Linked DNA regions of Mus musculus: all the other regions are linked to region 1. Evidence: chromatin contacts called from public HiChIP or PLAC-seq and promoter capture Hi-C data. All regions are on one chromosome and are shown on one strand. The core of a region is the stretch at or near the end of the contact, and the rest is flanking DNA. Distances in the headings are between cores, read along the strand shown. Region 1 holds the start of Cyth2 (cytohesin 2). Region 2 overlaps Nomo1 (nodal modulator 1). Region 3 holds the start of Rasip1 (Ras interacting protein 1).

Region 1 (2,787 bases), core at 185-2,684:
TTGCCATCTTCCGGTTCCGCTGCAAGGTCTTACTGCAAAAGCAGGGTGGGGAGCAGCCAAGGGCCGATGCTTGAGCATCCAGGGCCCTGGCTAAGCCCCATGTCCCATGAGTGCCCACAGGCCTCACCTGCCCTCATTGGCCTCCAGACCCTCCACCTCGCTCATAGCTTCACTTAGCTCTTCTCGCAGGCGCTGGATCTCCACCAGCAGCTCCTGCTTGCGCCGCCGGATGTTCTCCAACTCCATGCGCTCCTCTGGAGTCAAGTCTGGGGGCTCTGGGGACCAGGGTCAAGAAATTAGTTCTGGGGGTCAGGACTCCTGCATCCTGAGAAAGGATTTGGGCTGGGGGCCTGGATTCCTGTCCAGAAGAGGAATGGGTACCAGAAGTCTGAGGAGAGGGAGTAAAACTGAGTCCTGAGTTTGTGTCAGAAGTGCCTAGGAATCCCAGCTCATAGGTCTGAGGATGAATTTCTGGGCCAATTACTTGAAAGGCAACCAGTCCCTGGGATTCTGGACCCATCACCACAATTAGAAACTCCTGAGTCTGAATTTTAGATGCTTTATTTGGAAGCCCTGGCTCCTTGGTCCCAACACAGTAGAACAGGATGCTTGGATATTGGAAACATTACTTGGAAGGACACAGGGCCTTGGACTCATGGCTTCATCATCAAAAGGGCTTTGGGGTCCTAGATCTCGGATGCAAATCTTGGAAAGACACCAGGACTCTGGCTTCTGGATCCACCACTGTAGGGATCCTAGCATGAACCTGGGGTGCATTTCTCGTAAGGGGGCCAGATTCTGGCTCCATCATGATGGGAAAGTTGGGGGTCCTGAATCTTGGGTGCATTTCTTGGAAAAGAAACGAGGTTCTGGTTCCGCCATAGCGGACAACGTGGCCTGGATCTGGGGTACACAGTAGAAACAAGCTACGGCAGCAGGACCCTGGGTCAGGGTCGGAAAGGACGGCGTTAAGCCTAGGTCCGCAGGAAGAAAGCCAGGCCGCCGCTCCCGCGGGTGTACGCCCCGCCCCGCTGCGCGCCCCGCCCCGCCCGCCGTCGCCGGAAGCGGGCTCGGCCCAAACAATGGCCCGGGACCCCCGGCTCTCGACCGCGCCGGAAGCCCGTCCCGCGCGCTGAAAGAAGCCTCGCCACTGCCCTGCTGTCCGCGGCGGGGCTCGGGAGCCGCTCCGCCCGCCCGCCCGCCTCGCCCGGCCTACCGTAGACACCGTCCTCCATGGCGGCTAGGAAGGCCCGCGGGGAGTCCGGGGCGGTTCCGCCGGCTGGGCCTGCGTCCGCGTCGGCCCGCGGGCTCGAGTGAGCCCGCTCAAACGCCCCAGGAGCCACCGCCGCCTCCTCAGCGCCCGTCCTCAGCGCCGAAAAGACTCTCCCTTCACGGCCCAACCGCCCGGCCGGTGGGGCCCGCCCCTTGCTTTGACACCACCCAATCTGCTGCGGGTCTCCCAGAATGCTCCGCCCCCTAGCCCCACAGGATCATTTCCAGGACCAATAGGCACACAAGAAGGAGATGCAGGCACGTACAGCTGGCGATAGACTGCTAGCCTGACCAATCGGACTGTGGGTAGTGTGCTCGGTCCCGCCCCCGAAACAAAGGAAAATCCTTGGCAGCTTTATCCTCCAATAAGAAAATTGATAAAGAAGTGACCAGGAGGTGTGGCTTCATGGAGAGGGGAGATTGCGCCTGCGCACAAGCCAGACTAGCGGTACTTAACCCTCCACCCCCCCCCAACAGGCATTCGTTGTTAGGGGGCGGTGCTTTGTTAGTTTTGTTGTCAAGGGCGGGGTCTCAACCTTGGGTTGCAGCTCGAGCCACACCTCCTGGCCCTCCACGCTAGCTTTTGACCGCAGTGGTTGCCAAGCAACTGCGAGCCACACAGGTCGGTCTTTTTGCCTCCTTTCTCAGGGTAATTCTCTGCAGGTCGCTATCTCTGAACCCTTTTCATACCTCTACATGAGACTTTCCTACATACCTCAAATCTCCTCAGAATCAAAGGATGGTAAATAAAAGCATTCTTTCTTCCAAATGTTATGGTATTGGGTACCGTGAATGCGCGGTGACTCTTCCTCCTAAACTCTCCCTCTTAGCTTCCTCTTCCTAAAATCCTGCCTTCCCCAGGCATTCTCCCAAGACACCCCTTTTTCCTCAGAATCTTCTGCCTGGCACTCTGTCAACTCTCCAAGACCCTGTGCTTAAAGTCCTCCTTCCACCCAACCTTTTCAGTTCCCACACTCCTGCCCCCCCCCCTTTTTTTTTTCTTTTCGAGACAGGGTTTCTCTGTCCTGGAATTCACCCTGTAGACCAGGCTGCCCTCGAACTCAGAAGTCCTCCTACTTCTGCCTCCTAAATGCTGGGATTAAAAGGCGTGCGCTACCACTGCTCGGCTCACTGCTCTTCTTAAACTCATTCCTCCACACATTATTCTCCTCTTTACAGGGAAAGCAGTGAGGGGCCTGTGTGATGGGGAACTCCGGCACACTTGTAAATCCCAGGCCCATGATGGGGCTTCCAGGTCTTGTCCTCATTTGTGTCCCTGAGCTGCTCAGGTGGGGGCGGATTCTGGGCCAGGACTTGGGTAAGCCTCTGGATTAGTCACGGAGCCTCCTAATCCCCTCTGTGACCTTTACGACTGGCGTGACCCATGCCTTCTCTTCTGGAGACCCTGGGTACACCAGTTCTACCCAGTTCTCTCTTTTCATTAGAATCCCATGTCCCTGCCTGTTCAGCCCAACCAACTTAGCATCCTTCTCCGCCATGGTCTCCTTTGTTCCC
Region 2 (2,787 bases), core at 129-2,628, 240 kb after region 1:
CCTCCAGCTCTCAGGCAAAGTCAACTCCATGACTTTCACCTTTGACAAAGTTCTGCCTGGGAGATACAAAAGTAAGATGGGGCCTGATACTCTCAGGAGCTCGCTCTCCCAAGCCTGCTCCTCTGTGGGCTTACTGTAGGCCTCTCCTAGGGAACTCTGTCCCAGGACCTTACCTGCCAAGTTAGCTCCTTTGTCACAGAGGTTCTGCCCTGCATGTGCTCTGGGACGGTGCCTGGCAAAAACTGTTTTATTTCTAAATGCCAGAAGGAGCACGATAGTTCTGTTCTCATGTCTGCCACTTAGGCCTAGCTAGAGTGACCTTGCCCAGTCATTCTTTCTCCTCCCCTGACCGATACCTTACCCTTGAAACGGTACAGTGGCCTTTCTCAAGGAGAGACTAAGAGGCAGAGCACAGGGCCTGGTCGGCAGGGCAGGGCCCCACGCTGGTGCCCTTCCTGCCCTCGGTAAGCCAGCTCTTGCCTCTGTTTTGAAGAGCAGCTTGCAGCTGGTGGCAGGGACTAGACTTCTACCTAGTGAGGTAGACTTTTCTCTTGGGGGCTTGTGTTTCTCTGTCTCAGAAAGAGCTGGCTGCCTGTTTCTTTAGTTTCACAGAGTCCTGACGTGCCCATGAGCTCGTATGACTGTTGCTGCTCACAGTTCCCTGGCAGAGTCCAGAAGCCCAGACCCGCAAAGCTGACTAGAATCCGGGTGCCGGGCGGGCGGAGGAGGGAGAGTCTTTTGAGTCAAGGAGTTTGAAATTTGCCAAAACAACAACAAAAGTCAGACAATTTACAAAAAGTGTAGCGGCCCATGAATATCTTGTAACCTGGCATCTTCTGCCTAGATGGATTTCCTTATTTGTGGTGACAGTGGCCACTGATGTCAGTTTTTCTTTGGCAGCGACCTGCCCTGAACATTGCTTCCTGCTTAGGTATTTTTATGTAAAGTGTATTTTCTTTTTAGACAGGGTACTGAGCTGAGGAAGCGGGGCCTCCAGGGCTTGACGCTCGGGCTAAGCACTCAGAAACTTGTAGGGTTTGCGATGGCGGTCAAGTGAGGTCCTCCGGTCTCTCTACAGATACCTGCGGTGACAGGCTGGCTTTGAACTCTTAATCCTTGTACTTCAGCCTTCAGAGTACTAGGATTAAAGTGCACAATTCTGTGTTTAGTACATGTGTACTCCTCTGCAGCTAGCTAGCAGGTCCCCAGTTGCTCAGTGCTGCAGGCCCCTAGTTGCCCGGCACCGTGAGGCCCCAGCCCCATGTGTTGGCTTTGCAGTAAGCATCATGCATGAGGACTGGTGCTGGAGGAACAAGAGTCTGGAAGTGGAAGTGCTGGAGGACGACGTGTCTGCGGTGGAGTTCAGGCAGACCGGTTACATGCTGCGCTGCGCACTCTCACACGCCATCACTCTGGTATGTGCTGCTTCTGAGGGACCTCAGAGAGAGTGCCCAGCGGGGCGGGCAAGACAGCTCAGCCTCAGAGAGAGGGCCCAGCGGGGCAGGCAAGACGGCTCAGCCTCAGAGAGAGTGCCCAGCGGGGCGGGCAAGACGGCTCAGCCTCAGAGAGAGTGCCCAGCGGGGCGGGCAAGACGGCTCAGCCTCAAATCCTGCAAGTTACCCTCTGGTCTACACACACACACACACACACACACACACACACACACACAGAGAGAGAGAGAGAGAATGAGAGAGAGAGAGAGAGAGAGAGGGAGAGAGAGAGAGAGAGAGAGAAGTAAATGGCTTATAGCAATTGCTGGAGCCTGGCACAGCAAGAGTGTAATGACAGTTAAGCCAAGTTCCCTTTTCTACCCTGGGTTCCCACCTGCCAGGGAAGGCATCCTCAGCCTGCAGTGTTACAGGTCCTCCTCAGCCCGTGGGCAGCTGGGCAGCTCGGTGTGGTGCGGTGCGGCTGCGTGGTCTTGTCTCTTCCTGCCGCGTTGGGATCACAGTGCCCGCTCCTCAGGCTGTGGGAGGTCAGCAAGCTGTGCTGTGTGTAGCATTTCTGTGGTGTGCCCAGTACACTGTTGACTAGTGCAGCTGAGTTCTCTAGGCTGCTTCCTGTGGGCAGAGCGCACTCACTCGCTTCTTCTCTTGTTTTCCTTTTATTTTCGTTTTGCAGTTCTGTGGACCAAACCCAGGGTTTCAGACATGCTGGGCCAACGGTTACTGCTGAGTTGTATGTCTGGTCCTTAAACCATTTTTAAAGTTATTATTATTTTGTTGTTGTTGTTTTTTGGTTTTTGTTTTGTTTGTTTGTTTTTGAGATCAGCTTTCTCTATTATGTAGCCCTGATTGTCCTGGAACTCACCATGTAGACCAGGCTGGCTCAAAACTTAGCAGATCCAAATGCCTTGCCCTCCCTAGTGCTGGGATTAAAGAGGGCGGAACCGCAGCTGGCCTAGATTATTGTTTTTTTTTCTTTTGTGTATGTGGGTGTTGTGCCTATGTGTGTCTGTATTACCTGTGTGCTGTGTTTGTGGAAGCCAGATGTGGGCATGGATCCTCTAGGGCTGGAGTTACTAATGGCTGTGAGTCTCCACGGAGGAATCAGAACCAGGTTCTCGGGAAGAGCAGCCAGTGCTCTTAACTGCCCAGCCCCCTCCCACCTTTTCTCTTTCTGGTTTTGAGGCTGAGTTGTGCTGCATTGCCCAGGCTGGCCTCGCACTTTCTGTCGCCCGCTTCCCTCAGTGGAGTGCAGGCCAGTGCCTGTCTGCTTGGCCGCAGGCACGGGGGCTTCAGGGATGATCTCTGTCGTTCCTTAGGGGTAGGAGCAAATGTCATTGTT
Region 3 (2,787 bases), core at 181-2,680, 190 kb before region 1:
CACAGACACCACCGGGGCAGGAGCCAGAGTCGGAGCTGTACCCGGAGCTGCACCCAGAGTTGTACCCGGAGCTCATACCTACAGTCGCTCAAAATCCAGAGAAAAAAATGAAAACTCGCCTCTTAATACTGTTGACCCTTGGCTTTGTGGTTCTTGTGGCCAGCATCATTATCTCGTGAGCTGTTCACCAGGAAATTTAAAGGGAGGGTGGGCCTTAGATAAAGTGGACTTGGGTGAAGGGAAGAGACGCAGGTGCAGTGGAGGAAAAGCAGGAATGAGACAAGCTTTGAAAGGAGCATGTCTTTTTTTTTTCCATTTTTTTATTAGGTATTTAGCTCATTTACATTTCCAATGCTATACCAAAAGTCCCCCATACCCACCCACCCCCACTCCCCTACCCACCCCCTCCCCCTTTTTGGCCCTGGCATTCCCCTGTACTGGGGCATATAAAGTTTGTGTGTCCAATGGGCCGGAGCATGTCTTGATAGAGGACTTGGGGGTCTGGGTAAGAGGGGGGCTTGAAGACAGAGGCAGGCTTGATGGAAGGAAGGGAGCTGGCGGAGAGGAGGGGCTTGGTGGAGGGGAGTGGCTTGATGGAGGAGTGTAGTCTTGGCTATGGAGAGATTTTATAGAAGGGTGCAGACAAGGGCTTGGATGGACGGATGGATGGATGGAAAGGAAACGGCCTTGTGGAGGGAAGTGATTTGGAGTGGGTCGGGCCTGGGTGGAGGGAGGGCATCCTACAATCCAGTGCTGGCAACAGGACAGGAAGCTACTGGGCACTTTCCTTTGGGGCTCACTTAGGAGGACAAGGCTTATATAAACTGTTAAGTTAGGCTTGGGGGGGGGCGGTTCAGGAAAGTGTGTACTTCACTCAACCTGTGACCTAATGTGGTTCTGTGCACCTATGTCCTGCCCCAGGGTACTTCACTTTAGGAAAGTCAGCGCTAAATTGAAGAATGCAAGTGACGAAGTCAAACCCACCGCGTCAGGATCCAAGTCAGATCAGAGTTTGTCCCAACAGATGGGATTGAAGAAGGCCTCTCAGGCAGATTTTAACTCTGACTACTCTGGAGATAAGAGCGAGGCAACAGAAAACTAATAAAGATTTGTATTTGACTTACTTTTGGGGACTGGTTCTGACTTCTGGCTCCAAGAGAGGAGATCTGGATGTGCCCTCCCCCGCCATCTGAGGGAGTTGTAGCTGGAACATGGGACCTCCCTTTCTAGGTGGCCCATGAGTGAGTGGTGGGCCCAGAATCAAGGCGCAGGCCAGGGCCAGCCCTGCCTCATCTCCTCCCCCAGGCCTGGTCTCCTCACAGGACGCCCCCTCCCCGCTCTTCCTGCCGGGTTTCCTCTTGCCTTTTCCTGTCCCCCACCCAGTGCTGGGAGCTTGGGCAGAGGAAAACACTTTACAGAGGGACTGGGACTTAACGGAGGCCAACAGCACCAGGGCCTCCGGGTGCTACGGGACCCGAAGCAGGGTAAGAGCCACAACAGTGACTCCACCCATCCTGGGACCTAGGAGCTCATTTCTTTGCCCCTCTTACTCCCTGGGATTCAGGAACCAGAACTGATTCTCTCTTCCGTAGCTCCCCACTCTACCCCACCCCACCCGACTGTGGCCTTAGGACTTGGGGCCTTCCCCTCTTCCCTTAGGGCCATGCTATCTGGTGAACGAAAGGAGGGCGGAAGCCCCCGCTTCGGGAAGCTCCATCTTCCAGTGGGCCTGTGGATCAATTCCCCAAGGAAACAGCTCGCCAAACTGGGGCGGCGCTGGCCCAGCGCTGCCTCTGTCAAGTAAGTGGTCAACCTCTATGGTATGCCTGCCATTTGTCCCTGTTTATCACTGGGTCATGCCAGCGACCCTACAAAAGTGGGCAGTGGTTCCTGTCCTAAATAGACAAGCGAGCTGGGGGGTGACAGTGGAACACAGTGACGTCGAGGCACAGGGAGAGAAGAAGTGGGCACTGGGATGGAACGCAGTACACATCCCCTCTCTCTGTTCACCTATTTCTTACCAAGGGTCATATCTTTATTAATTTTATTACCTATCTCTCTTATCTCCATTCTTCCCACCGCACACCACCATCTTGGTTTTCTGCTCCCATCCCTTTGTCCCTTTTCTTTGGTTCTTTGTCTCTGACTCTTGAGTTTCTGTCCCTCCCCCTTTCTCGGTTTCTCTGTGTCTTTGGCCCCTCTTTCTGGGCACTATCTCTGGGTGTCTCTCTGTGTCTCTGTCTCTCTCTGTGTCTCTGTCTCTGATTCTCTCTTCTGTGTCCTCTCTGCCCACTTCTTTCTCCTCAGGTCCTCGTCCTCCGACACGGGGAGCCGAAGCAGCGAGCCCCTGCCGCCGCCGCCGCCGCCGCCGCACGTGGAGCTGCGGCGCGTAGGTGCGGTGAAGGCGGCGGGGGGAGCGTCGGGCAGCCGAGCCAAGCGCATCTCGCAGCTGTTTCGGGGCTCAGGGGCCGGCGGCGCCGGGGGTCCTGGCACGCCTGGGGGCGCGCAGCGCTGGGCCAGCGAGAAGAAGCTGCCTGAACTGGCGGCGGGTGTAGCTCCGGAGCCCCCGTTGCCCACGCGTGCCGCGGTGCCCCCGGGAGTGCTCAAGATCTTCGCTTCTGGGCTGGCGTCGGGCGCCAACTACAAGAGCGTGCTGGCTACGGAGCGATCCACCGCGCGCGAGCTGGTGGCGGAGGCGCTGGAGCGCTACGGGCTGACGGGCGGCCGCGGAGCGGGCGACAGCGGCTGCGTGGACGCCTACGCGCTTTGCGACGCTCTGGGCCGGCC

Evidence for each region. Promoter capture Hi-C pulls out the DNA fragments that hold promoters and counts their contacts. HiChIP or PLAC-seq counts read pairs in DNA pulled down with a chosen protein or histone mark.
Region 2: a promoter capture Hi-C map of hematopoietic stem and progenitor cells shows a contact between it and region 1, with 2.4 times the contacts expected there. The contact joins the enhancer-like site here to the promoter of Cyth2 in region 1. A contact is called at or near these places in 4 of 39 promoter capture datasets (the C10 cell line, embryonic stem cells, hematopoietic stem and progenitor cells and 1 more), 1 of 115 datasets of contacts at active chromatin or transcription factors (memory CD8 T cells) and 2 of 9 other capture datasets (adipose tissue and pancreatic islet).
Region 3: an H3K27ac HiChIP or PLAC-seq map of microglia shows a contact between it and region 1, with 4 times the contacts expected there. The contact joins the promoter of Rasip1 here to the promoter of Cyth2 in region 1. A contact is called at or near these places in 4 of 39 promoter capture datasets (cranial neural crest, liver, neural stem cells and 1 more), 3 of 484 Hi-C or Micro-C datasets (Th1 cells, embryonic stem cells and extraembryonic endoderm stem cells), 3 of 115 datasets of contacts at active chromatin or transcription factors (effector CD8 T cells, memory CD8 T cells and microglia) and 2 of 9 other capture datasets (adipose tissue and liver).

Annotation. Positions count from the first base shown.
Region 1 is chr7:45,812,882-45,815,668 of GRCm38.p6, forward strand. It overlaps Cyth2 (cytohesin 2), which reads right to left and starts at 1,435. Exons shown (of 13, transcript NM_011181.3): 1 at 1,217-1,435; 2 at 128-275; 3 at 1-32. The coding sequence starts at 1,235.
Region 2 is chr7:46,057,138-46,059,924 of GRCm38.p6, forward strand. It overlaps Nomo1 (nodal modulator 1), which reads left to right. Exons shown (of 31, transcript NM_153057.4): 14 at 1-71; 15 at 1,279-1,415. Among named protein-coding and RNA genes, the nearest start is that of Gm39010, 17 kb to the left of the region's middle. Within about 2 kb of position 1,379, at least 108 of the 459 cell types and tissues checked have an H3K27ac peak or open chromatin away from gene starts, as enhancers often do. A contact at or near this core is called in hematopoietic stem and progenitor cells and memory CD8 T cells, where this site is marked.
Region 3 is chr7:45,626,107-45,628,893 of GRCm38.p6, forward strand. Rasip1 (Ras interacting protein 1) reads left to right here and starts at 1,431. Exons shown (of 12, transcript NM_028544.1): 1 at 1,431-1,484; 2 at 1,660-1,800; 3 at 2,308-2,787. The coding sequence starts at 1,664. It overlaps Izumo1 (izumo sperm-egg fusion 1), which reads left to right. Exons shown (of 10, transcript NM_001018013.1): 9 at 1-175; 10 at 922-1,136. The coding sequence ends at 1,102.